Linked DNA regions of Mus musculus: all the other regions are linked to region 1. Evidence: chromatin contacts called from public promoter capture Hi-C and targeted proximity ligation data. All regions are on one chromosome and are shown on one strand. The core of a region is the stretch at or near the end of the contact, and the rest is flanking DNA. Distances in the headings are between cores, read along the strand shown.

What was found. Capture Hi-C pulls out chosen DNA fragments and counts their contacts.
Region 2: a contact with region 1 is called in a targeted proximity ligation map of astrocytes, with 2.4 times the contacts expected there. A contact is called at or near these places in 4 of 39 promoter capture datasets (cranial neural crest, frontonasal cranial neural crest, maxillary cranial neural crest and 1 more), 3 of 130 datasets of targeted methods (astrocytes, embryonic basal ganglia and large pre-B cells) and 1 of 9 other capture datasets (adipose tissue).
Region 3: a contact with region 1 is called in a promoter capture Hi-C map of liver, with 2.2 times the contacts expected there. A contact is called at or near these places in 2 of 39 promoter capture datasets (the HPC-7 cell line and pre-B cells), 3 of 130 datasets of targeted methods (bone marrow-derived macrophages, large pre-B cells and pro-B cells) and 2 of 9 other capture datasets (liver and pancreatic islet).

Annotation. Positions count from the first base shown.
Region 1 is chr19:7,018,216-7,020,969 of GRCm38.p6, reverse strand. It overlaps Fermt3 (fermitin family member 3), which reads left to right and starts at 1,501. Exons shown (of 15, transcript NM_153795.2): 1 at 1,501-1,692; 2 at 2,131-2,304. The coding sequence starts at 2,145. Stip1 (stress-induced phosphoprotein 1) reads left to right here. Exons shown (of 14, transcript NM_016737.2): 14 at 1-274.
Region 2 is chr19:6,450,967-6,453,666 of GRCm38.p6, reverse strand. The region is part of intron 5 of Nrxn2 (neurexin II); the gene reads right to left. Among named protein-coding and RNA genes, the nearest start is that of Gm14965, 34 kb to the right of the region's middle.
Region 3 is chr19:6,339,877-6,342,576 of GRCm38.p6, reverse strand. It overlaps Map4k2 (mitogen-activated protein kinase kinase kinase kinase 2), which reads right to left and starts at 1,417. Exons shown (of 32, transcript NM_009006.3): 1 at 1,232-1,417; 2 at 1,061-1,118; 3 at 743-833; 4 at 610-674; 5 at 267-322. The coding sequence starts at 1,327. It overlaps Men1 (multiple endocrine neoplasia 1), which reads right to left. Exons shown (of 10, transcript NM_001168489.1): 10 at 1,683-2,700. The coding sequence ends at 2,405.

The DNA of each region.
Region 1 (2,754 bases), core at 252-2,751:
GACTCATCCAGCGCCACCTCGGGCCCTCCCAGCACACGCATGGTCTCTTCACTGCTGCCCTCAATCCGAGTGTCCTTCCCTGCCCAGTCCTAGCCTCCCCGTCACTGTCTCGGCTGCTCCCCCATAGTTGGTTATTTTTTATTTGGGGCAGTGGGTGCATACGGGGAGGGGAGGGTGTTCTTCCCAACCTAGGGTCCCAGCTGTCTTCACCTGTTCTTACCCACGTCCCTCCTCAATAAAGAAGCCAGTCAGGCGTGGTTATATGTTGCTACGGTCTCCAGTGACTTTCTTCTCTTAAGACACAGTAGTGCTGAATTGGAAGCCAACACAAAGCCTTTTCTTGATGGCCTTGAAAGAAAGGTCGCTGAAGAGTGAGCTGTTTGCTTTGTCAGGGTGGCCACTAGGTGGAAGTGTCGCTCAACAACTGATGACCTACCTGCATTCTGATCAGCTTTGGGTTGATGTTCTGTGCAGTGCAGTCTTAGAGTGAACCTGCTAGGTCAACACTAGAACCTAACCTAGACTCAAGGTGGGTCAGAAAGCAGGCCTGAGACTAATACTGACAACAGCTCCTGCTGCTCCAATCCTGAGCTCCACACCACTATCTTCCTCCCACACTGTGACCAACACTGAACTTCCTCATTTGCTCCCAAAAGACTGCTTCCTGGGCTAGCAAGATGCTGAGTCCAGCACCAGGCTGTACTATGTCTTACGTTAGCCTAAACTAGCTTCCTGTCCCAACCCCAGGACTCCTCAGAGCAGCCTCTCCTAGTCACACTTAAAAAGCCTTACCTTGGGAGGAGAGGTTGGCACATACCCTTAATCCCAGCACTTGGGGCAGAGCAGGCAGATCTCTGAGTTCAAGGCCAGCCTGGTCTGCAGAGTGAGTTCTGGGACAGCCAAGGCTACACAGAAACCCTTTCTGAAAAAAGAAAAAACCACGTCCATTAATGGTAGGCTGCTGCCCTGAAAAGTCTACGTTCCTGCTCAGTTCCTTAGAGCAATTTGCATCCCAGTGCCTGGCATGGACATGAGGCTGTTGGACCACCAGAACCCTCTAAAGAGACGGGATAAAGGGTCCTGGAGGAAATCACATTGAGGTTTTATGAGGCAGAGAGGCTCTAGCATGTCACTGGACAGATTTAAGGCTGGTAGGTTTGGAAACAAGTCCTGTTTAAAGGTGGGAAGGACTTCACTGCTGACTGTAGACAGTCCCACTAAGAGCAGGCTGGAGCCGGGCAGTGGTGGCGCACCCAGCACCACCAGGGCCAGGTGGATTTCTGAGTTCGAGGCCAGCCTTGTCTACAGAGTGAGTTCCAAGACAGCCAGGGCTATACAGAGAAACCCTGTCTTGAACAACAACAAAAAATAATAATAAAAGAAAAAAGCAGGCTGGAGGTGCAACCAGTAGATGCCTGGGGGTGGGGTAAAGAGAACTTTGTGGTGTCACCCCAGCACTGTTCTTCCCTCATTTCCTGTGGTAACAAAAGCAAGGGCCCCGTGGAGCCCTCTGCGTGCTGGCAGTGTGCTTCCTGTACCCAGCAACAGCCCGCCCTGGGGAGGGACTAGTACAACTTTCATGATAAGGCCACTACAGGCTGACCTCTGAAGGAAGCAACTGAGCAGGACCAGGCCAGACCAGGGTAACAGGTGTCCCACTGCCACCTGCAGCTGCAGCCCGTTGCAGGCTAGGTAAGTGAAAGACCCAGGAGGACTCACTTGTCCCCTGCTCCGCCATTCTGTGCAGAGCAGCCACACTTGCCACCACCCTAGAGGCTTGGGTTAGAGTACTGGCTGTGAGCTGTGGGCCAGGACTTGTTTCTGAGATAGGTGGGCCTGGCAGAACTGTGAGTAGGAGAGTTGACCTGTTCTGGTACCTAGCAGGGTACTTTACAATGAGTATTGGGCCTTGGTGTCCCCACCTGTGAAACCTGAATTGGCAGGACAACGTGGACTCTAAGGAACTGTCTCTTCAGCCCAAACACTTAGGATAGTAAGAGGGTTTTATATTGACTGGATCACAGTAGCTCTCTGTACCAGTGTCCCCAAAGCCTACCCACCTACCCAGGGTACCCTAGGACTCCTGCTTATTTCTAGGCAGCCCACTGTCTACTCACCTTGTCTCAGCAGAAACAGCCGCAGCCATGGCGGGTATGAAGACAGCCTCCGGGGACTATATCGACTCTTCCTGGGAGCTGAGGGTGTTTGTGGGCGAGGAGGACCCTGAGGCCCAGTCTGTCACACTCCGAGTCACGGGGGAGTCGCACATTGGTGGGGTACTTCTGAAGATCGTGGAGGAAATCAGTGAGTCCCCGTGACCCTATGTATCCAGTCATGACAGCTCTCCCTGGCTTTTCTAGGCCATTCTCGCCTCTACTCATAACCTTGTCACAGTGACTCAGGCAACAGTCTTTAATTATTTGGTTCCAAAGAAGGTATTTCTTCAACTTCCCCTCTCCATACTTCCTCCAGCTCCTACTGGTTCTGTCTAGTCTCCAAGAGACAGACAACATGGTCCCCTGTGTGTCTTGCCTGTGCCGAGGCTTATTATGTTCCTGAGGGATGGCTAGGAGGTTCCTGGGGACCTGGCACCTACTCTCCTAAATTTCCTCCCCAGCAAACCACTTGGCAGGCTGCTGACAGTGGGTGAGAGGCCCTGCCCCCACAGGAAGTTACGGCAGAGTAGGCTAGGGCGATATCAGTCACCCAGAAGGCCCCATGAGGCTTCTCATCAACTTTACCAGCAGAGAATGA
Region 2 (2,700 bases), core at 82-2,581, 570 kb after region 1:
ATTGCAGATTCTGCAGACCTCTTCTCCAGCACACAAGCCTGCCTCTCTCCCTCCAGGCAGGCTGCCCACACTGCCCCGCTGCATCCGGATGCCAAGGCACCAGCTGCTGCCCCAGTGCCTGGCATAGCCCTCACTGCAGCTGGCAAGGCCTTCTGTCCTGAGGCCACAGGGCAGCAAGCTGAGGGGGCAGGGCACGGGCCACATTGGGACCATCTGAATCCCTCCCTCTGTGCGGGGGACCCTAAGCGAAGGTGAGGTGACCAGCAGAGACAAGGACATATTTAACGGTGATGTGAGGAGCTCAGTGTAGAAGGGGACAAAGATGGACCCTCAGTGGGACAGGAGAGAAATGGAGACTGGCTGTAAGGGAAGGAGCGGTCACATGGAACCCTATTGATAAAGAACAGGAGGGAACCCTGAGGGGACAGGTAAGGAGGAGGGCCAGCCAGCATAGAAAGGGGACAGGGACCTCTGGGGAACTGAAGCCAAGGCTTTCTGGAGCTTTATTGTTTCCATAGCAACCAGGCCTGCTGCTCAGACACTGACAGAGCCAGGGGGCTCAAGGACCAGAAACAGGAATGCATTTGACCTTGGCTTCACCACCCATACTGTTAAACCCGCCCAGAGGTCAGACCTCCCCTCCCACTCCCTCACCTTCACTGCGGTCAAAGCAAATAACATCGCTGAGACACAGACAGAAGGAGAGGAAAATACGGCAGCCACCTGAAAAAGTGATTGGGACCAAACAAAAGAAGTCAGGGGAAAAAAAAAAAAGGAGAGGCAGGGCTGAGGCTGGACTGTGGCTGCCAAGGCGCAGAACAGAAATGAGGCCGTTCCCGGACTCCTCAGGTGGACCCAGGGGAGGAGGCAAAGCCAGCTATGCCGCAAAGCCTGAGCTGACTGGACCTCAGTCCTCCTGACCTAGAAAGGGAAAGAGATTTCTAAGGTCTGGGGGAGCCTGAACTCATTTAAGAAGAGGGAAGAGGCATGGTAGGCAGGTGGGCAATGGTAGCAAGAAAATTGAAGATGAGGGGAGAGAGAGAAGAGAGAAGAGAGAAGAGAGAAGAGAGAAGAGAGAAGAGAGAAGAGAGAGAGAGAGAAGCAAAGGTGGACCCTCATGGAGACTGTTACTCCAGGGATCAGAATGTGCAGTGTAATGTGATGTGGCCCTGGGAGCTTCTTGGAGCCCTAGCTGGATCTGAGATGCTCAAATCCTGAAGCGCCAGGCAGGGGGCGCTTTCCTCCATCACCCACAGTGGCCAGGCCACAGTCAGGAACTACAACTCCCATCAGCACGTGAGAAACCACAACTCTTAAGAGCTCCTAGTGTAGAAAGGGAGTCACTGCCAATACTTGTTTGCTTCTCCATCAGGGAATCTGTGGCTTCACAAGTGTGCCTAACAAAGCTGAATGTGGCCAAGGACTGAGAGGGTTTCTAGGTGCCGTGAAAGGGAGGCAACAGCTGCCCCCTTTGCAGACCAGCTCCAAGGCCTCCTCTGGGAAGCTCTCCAGCCGCTCTGACCCTCCTGGCTCTGGGGATCTACAGCTGTGTGTTCTGCTCATTTGGCACTTACTGCCTAGGAACTGCCTAGGACATCTTGTACAGCTCCCTCGGGAGGAAATGCAATGTGAGAGAGAAGCCCTGGGTGCTGGAGCTGGCTCTACCAACTAGCTCTATGGCCTCGGCCAGGCCACAGAGCGCTAAGCCCAGCTCTCTCCTCTCTCCTCCTCCTGTCAGCCTACCTCCCCGGGCGCTGCAGGAATCTAGAGAGACGCTGAACATGACAGCCCATAATCCAGTCGTAAGTGACTCTGCCCCTGGATGTGAAGGCACGCATGCTCACCCCTCCATCGGTGAATAAATAAGTTAACTCTTCTGAACAAAGCCTGCAGTTCCTGTGCTCTTACCCGGACCACAGTCAGGAAGACGCTGGGAACAGTGACCACTCACTCACTTTAAATAATTGTGAGCCACATGTGGTGGTGCACACCCGTAATCCCAACACCCAGAACACAGAGGCTGATGTATTTCTGTGAGTTCAAGGGCAACCCGGTCTACACAGTGAGTTCCAGGACAGCCAAAACTACACAGTGAGACCCTATCAAAATTAGTAATTAATTAATTAAATGTGCTGAGCTCATGCCTACATATATGTCAAGAGCTGTGCAGAACGTAGAGAGACAATGAAAATCCTGTCCTCGGGGAGCTCAGGACCAGAATGGGCAGCAGAGAGAGGCAGGATGTGGTATGACTGATCCTAAGGGGATGCAGACAAAGGGGCACCCAGGAGTGTCCAGGCTGGCCCAGGAGTTCAGGGAGATAGCCCACAAAGACAGAATGGCTGCTTTTCTCACAACCTGGCTCTAAGAGACAGCGAGGAGCCGGAGCAGGTCTTGGGACAGTGCAAACCCAGACGGACAGTAGGGCACTAGTCGGAGGGTGGAGGTGACATCATGTGGCTTTGGCTTGGATACAGAGCTTTGAGAGTTGTCAGGGTGGCCTGTACTTTTCTCAGCAAAGAGCCCTGAGAGAGGTTGCCTCTGGCCTAACAAGTGAGCTGGACTCCCAGTGTTCTAAGACACTAAGGGGCCTTGTGCTGGCCTCTGGCTTGACAGTTTCCCCACCTACCAAAGCAATGATGCCTGCCACTAAATGTCGTCATGGTTCACTGGGACAATATAGGTGACACACAGAGATCA
Region 3 (2,700 bases), core at 168-2,667, 680 kb after region 1:
CTTTGCACTAATTATCTCTTCTGAGCCCCTCCTCAGGACTGGGCCCCCCACCCAAGCTGCTTCCTCCACCCCTCTCCCCAAGCAGGAAGTGAATGAGCCAAGAGGGAAATAGGCTGCTTCCGGCAACAGAACTGGGGGGCCCCCTCCTGCTAGGACCTCCACCCCCTGAGTCAGCCCATCCCAAGGTCCCAATCTCCCACTGGCCAGATGTGTTGGGCCCACACTCCTGAGGATTCCAAAATGGGTGCTGCCTATGAGCCCCATACCTTCAGTGCCTCCCGGCAAACATAGGCAATCTGCCGTTCTTCCAGGGGCCCAGTGGCTGAAACATACAGAATGGGGGCTGAAGAGAAAGAGCCTGAGGGATATGCTGACCCTCCCTACCCACCCTGCAGAGTGGGGAGCAGCAGGCACCACTACAGCAAAGTGATGTTAGCCAAATTTCTTCCAGACTCAGGCTGGGAAACTGAGCCCAGAGGAGGATAGTATTTCTCTCAAGGTCACACAGCCAGTCAGAAGCTAAGAGGAGTCCAAGTGCAGCCAGAAGGATGCCTTCCTACCCCTATGTTGGGATCGGGAAAGGCCATGTCCATGGAGTCTGGATCTCACCGTGGTAAATCTCCTGCAGTGACCCTCCTCCACAGAACTCCATACAGATCCACAATCGGTCATTCCTGGGGAGACAGAGAGCTGGGGTGGCACAATGCAAGGCACAAGAGGGTAAGAGGATAAACAACCTCACCTGAGGTAGCTGCCGATGTAGGCCACGACATTGGGGTGGCGGCATTCACGAAGGATGGTGATTTCCTGCTGAAGAGAGCTGATGTCGTCCCCTGGGGAGCACAAGGCATTATGGGGGGGGGGGGGGAACGAATAGCCTAGACTCTGTCCCTATGTGCAAAATGAGCATAGAGTATTTCTCTCCTTGCCGAGCAGGTGCCAAACCTTAGTTTCTCCTGGGGTCGGCTTCACGGGGGGGTCTAGAAAATGTTAACTCTCTGCCCCCGCCAGCTCACCCGCCCGCCTCCCAGGAGCACAGAGGCCCCACCCGGGCCCACACCTGGGTCTAGCTTGACGATCTTCACCGCGGCCAGTTCGGACGTGACGGTGTCACGGGCCTAGGGGCGAGAAGCGGGGTGAGGAGGGGGCGGGGCCGGGGTTCCCGCGGCGGGACGTGAAGATGCACCCTCCTCCTGCGCTCCCGCCCGTCCCGCAGCCCCGCTCAGCGCACCTTGTAAACGTCGCCATAGGTCCCGGCCCCCACACGCTGTAGCAGCTCGAAGCGGTCCCGCGGATCCTGCAGCGACACGTCCCGCAACAGCGCCATGGCCCGGCGCCGGACCCGCCGGCGGGCGCAAGCTGCGGAGCCGGCGCGGAGCGGCGCGGGGTGGGGCGGGGCGAAGCGAGCGGGCAGGCAGGGGCAGCGCCGAGACTCGGAGGCCGTAGGGGCGGGGCCAGCCCGGGGCGGGGCCAGCCCGGGGCTGCCCCGCCGCCCGCCTGGCCGAGAGGAGGCGCCCTGGTTGCGCGGGGAAGTCCCAGAAGCAGGGGCGGAGCTTAGGTACCCCTCCCAATTCTCGCCGCGCTACAGGTGCAGAGCATAAAGTTCAAAATCCTAAAACAGCAAAAGCAGATATCCACTCCCGCCCCATCCCCGATTTCTCAGATGAAACACATACATACATCTCTCTTTTTTCTTAACAAAATGCATTTATCTTTCTTGGAACTGAAAAATAAATCTATGTACAAAACAGGAAGAGGCTGGCCCTCCCCCACCCCGTGCAGATTTCCTCCTGGGACCTCAGGGAGGTTCCCAGAGGGCTGGAAGAGGTCCTGCTCTGTTCTTGCGCCAGTTTGGTCAGGAAGGGGGCGAGGCTCAGTATTCACAGATAAGAGTCGGAGCTTCATGTCCTGTACTCAGGGGCTAGGGAGACGAGGAAGATTTCCAAATTCGGGCAGCAATATGTAAGTTCTTTGGGGTAAGGGATTTGGATTCCCAAAGGATGGAACTCTATATAAAGTGCGGAAATCTACCCCTAGGGACTGAATGGTCCTTGGTTTCCAGGTAGCAACTGTGCTCTGGGGCTAAGGTCAATCTAGCCCCCAAGTGGGAGGAATGCCCTACTGTTCAGGCGTGACTTGGGCTCCTGTCATGGTCCACTGAATTTCGGGGGATTGGACCTACAATGAGGTTCCAATTGGCCGGCTGGTGGGGATGACACCTACATTCTAAGAACTGAGCCAGGGCTCTGGGGCCTGAAGAGGGGCTAAATGAAGGCTCCTAGTCACTGCAGGACAGCTCTGGGTCCCCTAGGACTGAGGGCGGAGTCTAGGCTTGAATTAGAGGATGAGGGTGAAGCCTGCTGGGAGTGAGGGCAGGCCTGGGGCCTTGCCACAGAATCAGAGTTCAGAGGCCCTTGCGCTGCCGCTTTAGGAAAGAGAGTGTGTAGTCGCTGGGTGTGGACACTTTCTGTTTCTTCATCTGCACTTGCGACTGTGCCGTGAGTTGCAGCTTGATGGCGCTCGAGTTGATCTTGGTGGCCACCAGTAGCTCCTTCATGCCTTTCATCTTCTCACTCTGGAAAGTGAGCACTGGGCCCTCTGGGGGTGGCGATGCTGCAGGTGCTGGAGCCTGAGCAGCATTGCCGACTTCCTGGCCACCGCGGGTAGTACCTGGGACAGTCCCTGACGTTTTCCTAGGTG